2 separate regions of the Mus musculus genome follow, and region 1 is linked to region 2. The links are chromatin contacts, called in public HiChIP or PLAC-seq maps. All regions are on one chromosome and are shown on one strand. The core of a region is the stretch at or near the end of the contact, and the rest is flanking DNA. Distances in the headings are between cores, read along the strand shown. Region 1 overlaps Mitf (melanogenesis associated transcription factor). Region 2 overlaps Frmd4b (FERM domain containing 4B).

Region 1 (6,822 bases), core at 1,239-3,738, 530 kb after region 2:
GTGTGGGCTTTGCCTTCCCCTACCCTGCCCCTTCCCCAACGTGAGTCACTTGCTGAATCATCCACACACATTCCCTCACTTTCCATCTGATCCAGGACAGCATTGGAAAAAGTGGTTTCCTGCCCTATTGAAAACACGCACAGCTTATATTTGCAGACTGGATACTTTCATCAGGAAAAGTGTGGCTTGTCTGCAAGAAGCTGTAAAGCAGAGAAGATCAATTTGGTGTAATGGCTGGGGTGATCTATGAACTTATAAAATGTCAGTTAGAGTCACCGTTGACATGGGAACCACAAACATGACTTCCTTATTTAACTCAGGCACCGAAACCATCCAGGTAAAGTCTGACAGAAGACCTAGGTGACATTTGACCCCTACTGTTCTTTAGGTATCAACAAGGTCTCTCCCAAACTAGCAGAGATAGCACTCTACAGTTAAGTTAGTAAAGCCACTCCTGGTTATGTCCATGGTCAAGTCTCAGCTACCTTTATCTCTCAGCTTTCCAGCAGAAATGAAGTGAATTACACCAGTACCAGCTTTCCCCTGTTGTTTCTGAGCCTGCAGATTGGCACTGTACACATTTAGTATATTATATTGCTCAGTAGAACCCTTTGCAACCAACCAATCCATTATGCATGTGGCTGAGAATGACTGAATGAATGACTTGACTGGTAGTATGACCAGTTAAGAGTCTTTAACTTGCAAAGGAATAGGGTGACTTCAGCAGTCAGTGCACTCTTGAAAAGTCTGTTTTTAAAGTAAGCACTTACAATAACCTAGGTGAAGCAAGCCCAACAGCCATGAGCAGCTGGTGCAGTTCCTTGTGACAGGCATGTCTGCCCATTTGCTGTGAGGAAGCACACGTGGAGAGTAATTTGAGAGGTTGGCCACTGACGGCAGTGTCCCGGACAGTCAGACTGCAGACTTTTTGGAACCACACCTTGCATCATTCATCCTAGCATGGTAATTTCCCCTCGTCATCCCACTAATAATGTTTTGCCTAGGTGAATGCTGCTGGGTGAGCAAGTGGCGAATGACAGGAGCTTGGAATGCAGCCCCAGTGATGCAGATTACAGGTAGAAGCTTTGCTTTTGTTGAGTTGGAAGTGAATGAGAGATGGCTGATTGGGTTTGCTTGGTCATCATAGCAAAGTCACCGAAATACACAATTTAACAGAAACTGTGATTTTTTTTTTTTTTGGGTGTGGGGGCGTGGCAAGGGGAGGCTCAGTGATACTCTATGGAGCTTCATTGACTTTGAAAACCCCTCTTTGTCTCTCTTGGTCCCCCACACCTGACATCATTCCAGTTAGTTTTCCCTGGTAGCCAGCATCCCTTCCCTGACACCTTTCTTCTACTGGACAATCACTTTTCACCTATGAACAATCTCTTTCCCCACATTCAGTCTCTCTCACATGGTCAGCCCTTAGAGTTGAACTTCATGATCAATGTCGTGTCCTTAGTTTCAGGGATGTGCTGACTAGTGAACCCTAAGTGGACCCCAAGATTTCCTTGGGTACTGCCATATCACTCATGTAGCTCTGGTAGAGAACTTTCTAGAGAGAATTACCCTCCTTCCTCAAGCAAACAAACAGGTGATTTTTTTTTAAATCAATAATCATTGATTTTCTTGGATCTGACAATATATCAACACTCCATAATTTTTACTGAAGGCATTCTGTGTCAGGGAATTGTTCATTCTGAAACAGCAATCCAAGAATAATTTAACATAGAGGTATGGGGTTTATGGGAATGTACCTGAACAGTGATTTATAATAAGTGTGCATCACTGAAGTATACCACACTTGGGGAGGGGCACCTCGGATGCACCGCCCCACTTTCTGATCTAGTAGTCCAGGATAGGGTTGGAGAAGTCATATTTCTAAACAAGCTTCTAATTGTTGCTCGGGTGAGGGCTTGGGGTAGAGGCCACACTTCGAAAACCATGAATAGGTGCTAGAGGGTAACCTTTCTAAATGAACTTGAAATAGAAAACTTGCAAAGATGTTGGTTATAAATAATGTATAATGACAGAGTTGGCCCCTGTCAGGTGATAGAACACTCATATTCATCATGTTTAAGTAGAAAAGGAAACTGTTGGTGACATGGCACAAAAGTCCAGGGGTATGGATGACAGGTCTACCCAAGAGTATGACTATCTGAGTGACTTGAAATTCACCTATCTTTACTCCCCTAAGGACTGGCTCAAATCTCAAAGTGAGGGTAGTTTCTTCTCAGCTCTGCGAGGGTGGAACTGGAAGCAGTCCGAAGTCACTTGACTGGGAGATTGGGTTGAGAAACAGGGTGATGGTGGTTTGGGGCACGTCCACATGACCGAATTGTTTTCCACAAAACTTCTGCTGAATAAAACGTGAAATACGACTTTCGGCCTGTTTTCCCATCTCTAATGAATTCCAGACAGTTTGTAGAGTGTGGGAGTTTCCAAAACAGAGAGGTGGAATGACTGGGCTCAGCCAGTGTCCTTTTTATGGCCACAAGACAGCCCTGACATAGCAGACGCTTGCTTCCTCTTTGTTCTAAGCCTCAGCACACTTCTCATTCCTCTGATTGGAGTGGGTGGGTGGGGGTGGGGCTATGAAGAAGGAAGGACAGGGCCAGTGTTGGGTCAGACAAATTAAGTTCCTAAGAAAGTTCCAGACTCAGGATTTACCAGAAATGCAACTTGTGCCTGGGTTTAATCTACTTAGACCCAAATGTTTTGGATTATGTGTTTTTGCTGTTGTTGCCCAATGAACTTCTCCAGAGAAAGAACCCTCATCTGCTCTGACCATAAAATGGTGAAGAGTTTTCACCACCACTTCAGGAAGTCTAAATTTAGGAGAAGGTAGACTTGAACTTAAATCTCACTTTTTCCACCCATTATCTGAGCACCCTGAGCATGGTACGACGGGGTGGGGGTGGGGGTGGGGAGCGCCAGCTTCAGTGCAGGACTGAGAGGAGCTAAGGAGTTGGCAACAACACAGCATGAAGCTTTTGTGTGAATTCACAGATTTGTAGGGTCTGGGGACATAGTTCAGCCAGTACATGCTTGCCCGCTTAAGTGTGAGGATCTGAGTTTGGTCTCCAGGACCCATGTAAAATAGTAGGGTGTGGTGGTGTGTGTTTATAACCAAGCCTTAGGAGATAGAGATAGGTGGATCCAGGGTTTTGCGTGCTAGAGGGCTCAGTCTGCTTAGTAAGCTGCAGGCCAATGAGGCCCCCCCACTCCACCCTAGAATAAGTGGATGGCAACCGAGGAACCACAGCCTGGCCTCCACATGCACTTGTACACATATTCCACCCCCCCCCCCACATGTATCTGTACACACATGAACCTTCTCACATACACATATAGAAATGTGAAGAAACATATGAGTGTAGTGGTCTGCCAAATCCTGGCTGTTAGTCCCTCCTGGTTCCCTTCACACATATCACCAATTAGGTTTTTAATTTGAAATGAATTTTCAGTTTTGACGCCACAATAAGGAGAGAATAACCAAGAACAGTCAAGAAGAGAAATAAGTCCATAGATAAGGCCCCCATACAATCTCCACGTTGTATAATCAGCATTGAGAGTTGAGCCAGGTCAAATAGTGGGGACTGGTGGGATGCCTCAGAGGGAGATATTTAAGGCTGGCACGAGCTATTTACATACAAGGCGTTGTTACCCTTTGTCGCCAGTGCAGTCTTTGTCTTTATCAACATGTTTCCTTTCATCATAATTACAGAGCATGACTGGGTGGAGAACGCACAAGAAGAGGCACTAATTGGAGTTGTGCAATATCATGGACGCTCAGTGCACTGCTGTTGTCTGTACAGGCTCCTGCGATTGCTAACTGTCCCTATCCAGTCTTGTCCATGTTGCCTTTCTGCTCTCTGGTCATACATGTTAACAGCATCATCTTTTTACATAGTAGTCATATTTATTCAATACCAGTCAGAAGACCTCATACCAAACATCAGGATCTTTTCATCTTCCTACATGCCTTAGGAGATTAGAAACTGAGTTTAAAATGTCTGTGTCCTATGCCAGTATGATTGCATTTCTTGGCCATCAAAATTGCTCTTTCTGAAAGTGGTGGATAACTAGTATTTAGAAAATAGAAAGGAGTTAACCTGGGTAGTAAGTATCTTTCTTAGGGGAACAGTTTCATTGCATCCTAGGTACATGTAAATGCCTTCATCAGGTAGTGGCCAGCCATGTTCCCAGGTACCAGGATGCTCATCTCCTTGATTTTGTGAAATAATAACATGACAACCAGAGAGAGATTACAACAGATTCAGGCACAGTGATGCACATCCATGATCCCAGAACTCTGGAGGTTGAGGCAGGAAAATCTTGCATTCTAGCCCATGTGGGCCACATAGCAAGACCCTATTTCAGAAAACCAAAGCAAATCAAGCAAAAACAGAACAGAAGAGTGGGTTGTAAGGCAGATATAACCGCTGCTGTTACCCTGCGCCAGTTATTGGCCATCCTTGCCCACTACAGCAGTCTGGGCTATCTGTGCTTCTACTGATGTCTTAGCAGTGAAAATTGAGGGCCGTACACTGAAAATTGCATGAAAATGGAAGAAATGGAAAATCATAGAAAGGTTCATCGGCAGGAGCTGTCGATGAGTACCTGAGTCACAACGGGATCTTCTATGGTTTAAACACACAGACTGTATGGATACTCTTCAGATGTGTATGGCTGTGCGCAGCAGGATTTTGAGCCCATCCTAGTCCTGAATGAATTGAAGAGTCTTTCACATCTCTTCCCTCAACTACCTGTTATTAAGTAGGAGCAGGAATAGATTTATCAAACATACACACACACACACACACACACACACACACACACACACAGAGTTTCTATCAGAATCCTGCTCTGCATCCTTAAATCCAGTGTTCTTTCAGGGTAGTTGCAGCCTTGCTGTGGCATTTCAACTAGTGCAATTTTGTTTCTTAGGGAAACATCTTAATTCTGAGTATTATAAGAATATAAGCAATGTAAGGTTTTTGGTTTTTTTTGTTTTTGTCTTTGTTTGTTTGTTTGTTTTTGTTTTCATGTTGTTGGAGCAAAGATGCACAGAGCCAGAGGCAGGTTCTTTGTGGTTAGAGTCAATGTGGTTGGAGAAGTCCTTGGCACAGGAGAGGTTGGAGCCTGAGGAAGGCTGTTTCCATCCATACTGTCTGATGGTTTTCTGAACCTGGACCTGAACCTGGAGAAGATGGGTGACTACATGGAGAGTTAGGGATACAGTTAGAAGGGAGGAACAGGCAGAAGTGATGGGAAAGTTGTTCTGGAAATTGTCAGGGTAGATTTCTTTCTTTACTTGGCATCTAGCTGGGTGGATGTTAAGAGATATGCCTGCTGCTCTGATTTTTCCGAGTCTTGGCTTTGGAGTTATTTGTAGCATCCTTGGTATATTTACTTTGCTCTTCTAGGTGAGGGTATATTTCCCAATTATTGAACCCACTGTGCATAAGGAAATGATGAGCAAGCCTGGGTGAAAACTGGTGTATTTGGCCAATGGATAAGTGGCTTGCTGGCTGATGATTCAATCAAGGATTGGAGGAGGTCTTTGTAGAAGAAATGAGCCTGCTTGGTGGTTATACCATCTACTCTAGAAATAAAATCACTTCAAATGGTATTCACTGAGGGCATCTTTCTTGTACTAAGGGCAAGCCACTGTACATGAAAGCCTTATTTTAAAAATAATTAAGCTCCTTGTATTTATAAATAGGCCAGTGGTAACATTTTCTTTTCTCTTCTTTTCCTCTCTCTGTCTCTCTGTCTGTCTTTCTGTCTCTCTCTGTCTTTCTCTCTGTCTGTCTCTGTCTGTCTGTCTGTCTGTCTGTCACTGAGCCCCCAGGAGAACAGAGAATTTGTTAGACTTTTGGGCATGTCAAGTGCCTAGGACACTGAGTGGTCACCAGGTCTTTTAAAAATAAAAACATAACCAAAATGTGTTGGGGATGTAGTTTAGTTGCTAGAGTGTGTGCTTAGTATGTATCATACACAACATTGGGTTCTAGCCCCAGCACCAGCTAAAACCAGCTGTGCAGCATACATCGTCAATCCCAGTTCTTCAGAGGTAGAGGCTGGAGGATCTGAAGGTCAAGGTATAACCTGGAATATGCAAGAATCTTGTTTTCAAAGCTAAAACTACAAGAAAACCTTGAACAAGGATTGGATAACACCCTTTTGGTGTGTTCAAAGGGCTCTTCTGGGAAATAGGAGGAAATAGCTTCAGACTTTACCATTAGCTATCCTCCTTGTTAGATATTTCTGAGCCTAAATTTCTCTCCTGTATAATAAAGAGTAACAATAGAATTTCCTTCTTGGGCCAGCAGTGAAAGTGCTTTCAGTCCTCAGTACAGTAAATGAGTAGACAGAATTGCTGTTGCTGTTGGTGCTAAGAGAGGCAGTAAACTATAACCAGCACTCCTTAGTTTAGTGGTCATGTTCAATAAAATCACTAAAAACATCAAATTTGTGAATATTCCTGGGAATCATTCCTGGGACAATAATGAGGTAGTTTCCCGAGAGCATCTGGTCCCAAATTTTTTGTTAACTAATCAATGCATAGCTCTGTTTTTATGTGTTTCTATTTAAAGTCACCATAGTTTATGGATATTATTGACTTATGAATGAGAAAGGCAGTGGCTCAGCCTCAGCACCTTGCCTGGAGTTCAAGTAGTGGGGTCGCCATCACAAAAGCACAAACGCACTGACAGACTGTGAAGGGATGCTTATCTGCAGTGGCCTATGAGCACGGAAAGAGCTAAGCAGGTCCTAATCTCATATGACCTCAGTGGGGAATGGGTACATTGGGCT
Region 2 (7,368 bases), core at 3,407-5,906:
CAGAGTACTTACTACGGCTGGCTACACTGAGCAAGGCCGAGCTTAATACTGATCTCACTTCTGGAGACACAGCCATCCTCTGCGACAGAGGGCCTCGGTTGTGAGTGTGCCTAGTGATGGGGGACGTTAGATAGGAACAGGAAAGGGAGAGGAAGACAGGAAGTGAAAGAAAACAAGTTCGTCTGGAAACTGTAGCAGTTGAGCAGAGATTCGTCTGCTTCTGGGAGTTCACTGATACCAACTTTACCAAACCATACTGGGGAAAAATTGCCAATAAAAACTCCTAGCTTTCTGTAAATAACCGAGCTTATTTAAAAAAAAAAAAAAAACAACAAGAACAACCCATTCATATGTTGCTGAGCATTTTAAGACAATTGTGTGGACAATCTAGAGTTACTCTTGTACGTTATGAAATTTATTTTGTCTCTCCCCGTTATCAGCATAACGAATATGTTAATTGTAAAAGATGGTGTTCATTACAAGATTTTCACAAGATGTATTCTGTCTCTGATTTAGAAATCATGCCTTTTGCTATGGTTATTGAGACAGGGTTTCACTGATTTTAATCTTATTATGTAGCTTAGGTTGACCACAAATTTGCAGCAATCCTCCTGCCTTAGCTTCTCAAGAGCATGAACCACCACAGCAGCTTTAAAAACATGTTTACATTTAAAAATGCATCATGTAGTCTTAAGGCAAATTTATGAAACTTTATGAATGGTTATTGTTGTGTTTGGTTTATTAAATTGAATTAAATTAAAAAATCAGATTGTATCATAGTTTTGTTTTTTTTTAAATCCTACATAGGGCAGGTTGAAATATGTGCTTCTATTATTTCTGTGCCATAAATGTTGTCATTCATCTGAAAAGCAGGAACTTACAAAACACACTTTTAGCTAGGCGGTGGGCTTGCTTTTAATCCCAGCACTCAGGAGACAGAGACAGGTGGATCTCTGAATTCAAGACCAGCCTGGTCTACAAATTAAGTTTCAGGGCAGCCAGGGCTACACAGAGAAACCACGTCTTGAAAAAAAAATCCAAACCACCCAAAAAAGTTTAACTACATAGGAATGTATTTATATGATATCAAAATTTTGAGAATGAGATGTATAATTTTATACATAATATAAGATGCAAAACTGTATTTACTATATCATTATGATCATGTTAGAATGGACAGAGAGAAATGGAGAAATGTGTCAAATGTTAGTATTCCTGTCTCTGGTTGGTGAGATTACAGCTCCATTGTTATCTTTCTAGTTCTTTATTATTTCCCTTATGTTCTCCACAATGAGGGCCTGTGAGTGTGAACACCCACCCACACCACAATGGAGCTTTAAATAGCTTCCAATTTCCTGCACACTATGTCCCCTTTGACACAGCTCCTCTATTCAGTCATCTTGGTCTTACTGAAATACATAAGCAGACTTGGTAAAAAAAAAAAAAGTTTTCTTCTCAGAATGTTTAGCAGTTCCTGGATTCAATGAACGCAGTGTTAAAAGATATCGGAACCACTTGTGCACTGACTCTGCAGAACGGAGGGAAACATTGTCCAATTACGGAAAATATCTGCAAATATATTAGCTGTGTTGAAAGGGTTCAGATCAGACTTGGGGCCATGAATTTTGGATCCTGCTGCAAACTCATTTTTAAGCATTATTTATACAAGTCCCAGCCCGCTGACGCCCTGTGAAGTACAGTTTCACCAAAAGTCTATTTTGAGCACACCCTTTGTTGGGTTGAGACAATTGGCTTAATATTTCAAGCCAAGAAAAACGCCATGGAATGTGGGGAAGAAAAACAAGGACGGGAGGAGTGAATACTTCCAATTAGCTCGGAACACCAGCTGCCTCCGTGGGGTGCTGCCGACCTGCCCAGTTCAATAGCACAGACACTGTACAGACTGCAGTCTCTACAGCAAGAGCAAGTTTTTAAAAACCCAGAAAATGCGTGTCTTCACAGCACTCTGGGTGAGGGCGGCAGAGATAAGAGGAAGGAGTGAAGCTAACTTCTCCTCCTCCGAAGAGTTCCTTTTAACAGGCCCGAGATGATACGACGACCATTTGCTCCATCCACCTGCCTAGCATCTATGCCAGGGGAGTCACGTGCTCATCGGAAGAAGTCACGTTTCTTTAAAGTCGCACTGTCAAGCACTGTGCCCGTGTGTTCCCTTCGCTGTTTACAAGGAGCTACATCAGAAGACAAACAGGACAGCTGGCTGTGTCCACCGTGTCTTAGTGATCACAAAACACAGCAAGTGGCGAAATCCAACTCAACAACTGTTAGCTGGACTTTGATACAAAGAGCTTGACTGGAGGACAGAGATTGGTTTTGTGTGTGTGTGTGTGTGTGTGTGTGTGTAGGTTTTCTCTTTCCCAGAAAAGACTTAAATGGACATTATCCACAATACAGTTTTAAGCACACCCTTAAAATAGACCAGAAGGAGCAGCCCGGCTTTGAGACTATGACTTTAAAGTGTACAGCTGTAAGAGATAGAGCTGAATTTGGGTGAGCTACATGGAGCTCAGGAAACTTTAGAAGTCAAAAGTATTTTTGGCTTTGCTAGCCATGTCTTATTTGTCACAGCCATTTATCTTTGTCCTCAGAGTGTGAACACACACACACAGCTTACAGGTAGAGTAATGAGCATAGCCACTTTCCAGTGTAACACTATTTACTGAATATGGTGGTAGTTGGGTTGGGCCTGTAGGCTCTTGTTTACCAAATCCCACTTTATGCCTCTTCACCACCAGGCTGCAGTGTAGGAGCCACACGTCCTTCAAAGAGGACCAGGCTCCGAGAACCTGGCCAACACTTTCTCACCTGCTCGGAGAGGACAAGGGATTGTAGATGCTGCCATAGTAGCTGGTGTAGGGAGAATGCACTGGATTTTCATATTCAGATAGCCCAATGGTTAACTGGGTCCTCCAGTTCCCAGAAGCATTTGTGGAAGACACTAGAAATGAGAACAGAAAGAGAGAGAACGTTAGTTGAACTATTCCAAGCTAAATCTGTTCAGGTTGCTTCACACTCCGGTATGTGCAGAGCAGAGAGATGGAAGCCTGGGTTTAGTTTTGTGTTTGCCACTGCTGAGGGGGTGGGTCCAGGCCTTGCCTCTGTTCTACCTCTGAGAACGAGAAACCCCTATCTGAGCCAGAATTGATAATCAGTTCAATTTTCTGGGTTAATAGCCGGCTGAGTGACTTGGGCAAATAGCTCCTCCTTTTGAAGCTTCAGTTTTCTTATTGTGGAGAGGGTAAGTACATTTTCTGTGGTGACAGCACCAGGACTGAAGGTTATGATGAACATAGTTAGCCTAGTGCAGAATAAAGGCTCGCAACATGGTAAGTATTACTATTAACAGGAGTTAGTCCAAAGGGAAGACAGAATTATTTTCAAGAACACCCGTTTTGAAGTAGCCCAGAAGGAAAAGGGAGTGGATTCTCAAAGGGAGAGAACCTTGCCACCTGGGCTTCAGATCCGACCAGATGGTACTTGAGAATCCGTCGAGAGGAATGTGGAGGAAAAGCCTTCAGCCAGGTCACTTGTCAAGACTTGACTGCTGAAGGCAACACTGGCCACTGGTAAGGCAGGGCGTTTTCTATTGTTGACTGAAAAGTGGAGGGTGAAGCTAGCAGGAGGTGGAAGAGGCTAGCTTTGCAGAAGGGTGGATCCAGGAGATGACAAGGGTACAATTTGGAAGCAGAGCCTGATTGAAGGAATGTTACTGGGTGTCACTGGTTATCACTGGGTTTCTGCTCTTCTCTTTGTGGAACCAGTCCTGCCCCATGCCTGGGCTGCACAGGTGACTCGGCAGCTCTGTGTGTGTCTAAGCCTCACAGACAGCCCTGCTCACTGTTCTTCCTGTTCCTCACGTTCTGTCCACTGACCTCTTTCCACACCCACAAGCCACTTGCATTTGCCACTGACAAACTTCACAATGCGTCTTTGGCCACAATGCCACTTGATTTACACTAACAGATGTAGGATGCTCACGGAGGGTTTCCAAGACTGAGCACCGAGGGAAGGGCTCTGAAGCCTGCGGGGGTCATACTGTTAGCCCTGGGATGGAAGCCCTACTTTGTCACCTGCCAGCCTACGGGACTGGCAGTCATTCAAACTCTATCTAAACCAGAGAGAGTCACCTTAACTGTAAAATAAGAATCATAACACACAGCTCTCGCCCTACAGCCCTGCTGCTCCCATTAAAAGGGCACCCTGACACAGAGCTGCCAAGAAAAGGTGGCTATGATCACTCCTGAAACTGAGTCATGACGAAGCCTTCAGGTGGTGCAGAGTCTGACTAACCAGAAACAGGAAATGTAGCTCTCCGTGTGAATGATCGGAGCCTGTAGAAATACATCTCCAAAGCTATAAAGTAGGGGCAGGAACATTCCAGAAGGGATTTCCGGGAGCCTTGATTTCATCCACTTAATTCTTTCTAAAAGATGCTCTTAGCCAGGTGTGGTAGGGCAGGCATGGGAGAGGACTCATGAGTTTGAGGTCAACCCTGGATGCACTGTAAGATCCTATTTAAAAAACGTCAAGGGGGTGGGGGATGGGGTAAGGAGGAATGCTCTTGGTGGTGCAGTCAGCAGAACTGATACCAGGTCTGAACCAGGAAGCAGTAACTCCGTTTTCACCCTTGCCCTAGATACAAAACCAACAGCCAAGACACTCAAGGGTTTTGACTCACACCTGGTTTCCTGTGGGTGTTTCCCCAGCCCTGCGTGCGCACCAAAAGCCATCCACAAGAATTTCCAGACCCCTGTTTGCTCTCATTCTTGGGGAACTCTCTCCAGATGTGACCCGTGAAAGCCTTCCATGCTTCACCCTGAGCTTTGAGGAAGTTCAGGAGGTCCTCTGAGCAGGATAGGTGTCCTCTACATCAGAGCCATAAACCACAAGAAACAGTGATAGACACCTCTTCCTGTGTTAGATGTGGTCATAGGTGGGATAATCCCGGAAGTCCAGGTCGCAGAAATAGTAATAAAATAGAACCCAAGCAGTACTCTCCATGGCAATGTCTCTTGTCAACAATCTTATGAATCACAAAGGAACAGCTCACTCTGACTGTTCCACAGGCTTGGAAATTCCCACCTAGGACCCAGGTTTTTGTGTAGTTTAAGCATTCATGCATTTCTTCAACTCATACATTCCTTTAGTTGCTGATGACACCCTTCAAAGGACCTTGAGGTCCTTCAATACTGACCTAGCACTATGCTGGGCAGACCAGTCCTCAGCTCCTATTTCTCCAAATTACTCAGAACAGGTTAGGGTGTGCAGCAGGTACTCTGCAAATGGGAGCAGAGGGAGTAGCCAGCTCCCCATTTCAGGGTTAGAAAGAGAATGCTTTTGATGATCAAAATTAGCTACCAAAATTCCTGGAGTTTTCAGTAATGACGGTGGGCATGGAATCAGGTTTTCAAGAACCCCAGGCAAACATTGAGCTATGACCCCAGCCTCCCAAATTCCTTACATTAGCAATTCAGTTGAGAACAGTATAGACTGAGATAAGATAAGCAAAGTATGTAGAAAAATACTTGACAAATACCAGTTCTATCGGAATGACTGTAGGCGTTACGCAGGCAGGTGCAGGAATATTCGATCTTTAGATTTATGACATCTTGGCCAGTGGGAAGGGATGTGTGATCCTTACTTAATGCCTTCTGCTGACTTTATGTGTCTCTTTATTCTTTCAAAACATCAAACTCCAGTGATGAGAATACTTTTAAGAGATGTGGCTATCAATATGAGGTGAAGATAGCACAAAGCTGGAGCAAGCACCAAGCCAGGACAACACACAGACTGGGCCCTCATCCTGTGTTTGCCCGGCTCAGATCTACAAATGGCTTCATCAGGCTCTAATGCTCTCTGAAAGCTGTTCAAGTTGGCAGTTCTTATTACGGGTCCACTTAATGACCACCACTCTGAATGACCTCGGGGACCAATTTATGACCCTGGACAGGAGTGGTTTGGGATGGGTTGGGATACATGGTGGCCCCTGGAGTGATGTGCTTCCCCCAGCAGTCTTACCTGAAGAGTAGGAAGATGCTCGACTGCTTGGAGAACAGGGGACCTGCAGCCCTGCAAATCCCAGGCACCTCTGCGATCCCCTGTCTGAGTCAAAGCTCGTCTGTGGGCTGTGCCCCTGATCCTTTTGTCCAGAAGCCCTCTGGTACCAGCCACGCAGGTGCTCAGCAACTAAGGCCTTGTGGATGTTTTTGGTGATGTGCTCAGATTTCACGGCCGCCTTCCTTGGCAGCCGGAGAGTTGCGTATGGGTTATGTGGCACGCGGTCTACTTCATCTTCATGGAAAGACCTGCTGTAGTCCCTCTGGCGGTCATATCCATAGTGAGCTGAGGATCGGTAAGAAGGATTGACACTGTACTGTCCCTCAGTGTCATTCTCGTAGACGTAGCCACCACTGTAATACAGGTCACACTCTGCATACGGTGGATATCCAGCGATATAGTAACCGGAAGGAGGTGGGTCCTGACCTTTGGAGTAGACACCGTTCCTCAAAGGATCCTTTTGTGCTAGGTTGGGCATGCTTCCTGAATTGGAAGTAGAAACACTGTGTTTCTTGGACCTTCTTCTCCCCCTGGCACGGGTGTCTAGGGTCTGGGTGGTGTAGTAAGGGCTGGCAGCAGGCGTCACACAGTAATACTCGGAGCTTGACTGGCTGGTATACGAAGACCCGTCGTCAAGGATCTCCGTGCTGCTGCTTCTTTGGGATTTGGAGAGGGTGAAAAATGGCTTGTCACTGTCCATCTCGGAGAGCAGGTGGGACTGGGACTCCAGGCTTCCGCTCCGCTGGCGGCAGTGTTGAGATGAGGAGTCAGGTCTGAAAGGAGAGAAGGGAAGATGAATACAGCACAAGAAGGGTCCGAGGGAGAGAAAAGGACACTAGGCTGAGGGCTGGGGGCATGGCTCCATCATGGGGTGTGCAAGGGGCGAGCATGGAAACTTGAGTTCAATACAGAAGAACTCACGTTAAAAAGCCAGGCAGGGTGCCTGTAATGGACCCTAGGGAGGTGGTGACAGGCAGATCACTGAAGCTTGCTAGCCAGCCAGTTTAGGCAAATTGGTGAACTCCAGGTTCAACGGGAGACCTTATCTTAACAAATAAGGCAGAGAGTTGCTTGAGGAAGGCACCCCATGTTGACCTCTGGTCTCCACATACACATACAAGTCAAGTATACAAACACCCCCACACACATGCGCACATATAGGAGCATAGCAAGACAGAGAAAAGAACGTGTTGAATAGATTCATAACCTCTAAATTCAATAGGGCTTTGCAGGTTTCATAATAGAGTCCACCTGTTCACACCATGCACTGGTTCACTCATAAGCTCATCACCA

Evidence for each region. HiChIP or PLAC-seq counts read pairs in DNA pulled down with a chosen protein or histone mark.
Region 1: a contact with region 2 is called in an H3K27ac HiChIP or PLAC-seq map of microglia, with 4 times the contacts expected there. The contact joins two enhancer-like sites. A contact is called at or near these places in 1 of 484 Hi-C or Micro-C datasets (uterus) and 1 of 115 datasets of contacts at active chromatin or transcription factors (microglia).

The regions. Positions count from the first base shown.
Region 1 is chr6:97,818,298-97,825,119 of GRCm38.p6, forward strand. The region is part of intron 1 of Mitf (melanogenesis associated transcription factor); the gene reads left to right. Among named protein-coding and RNA genes, the nearest start is that of Mitf, 15 kb to the left of the region's middle. Within about 2 kb of position 2,489, at least 99 of the 459 cell types and tissues checked have an H3K27ac peak or open chromatin away from gene starts, as enhancers often do. A contact at or near this core is called in microglia and uterus, where this site is marked.
Region 2 is chr6:97,289,540-97,296,907 of GRCm38.p6, forward strand. Frmd4b (FERM domain containing 4B) reads right to left here. Exons shown (of 23, transcript NM_001346637.1): 21 at 6,037-6,848; 22 at 2,824-2,956. Among named protein-coding and RNA genes, the nearest start is that of Gm32191, 40 kb to the left of the region's middle. Within about 2 kb of position 4,657, at least 90 of the 459 cell types and tissues checked have an H3K27ac peak or open chromatin away from gene starts, as enhancers often do. A contact at or near this core is called in microglia and uterus, where this site is marked.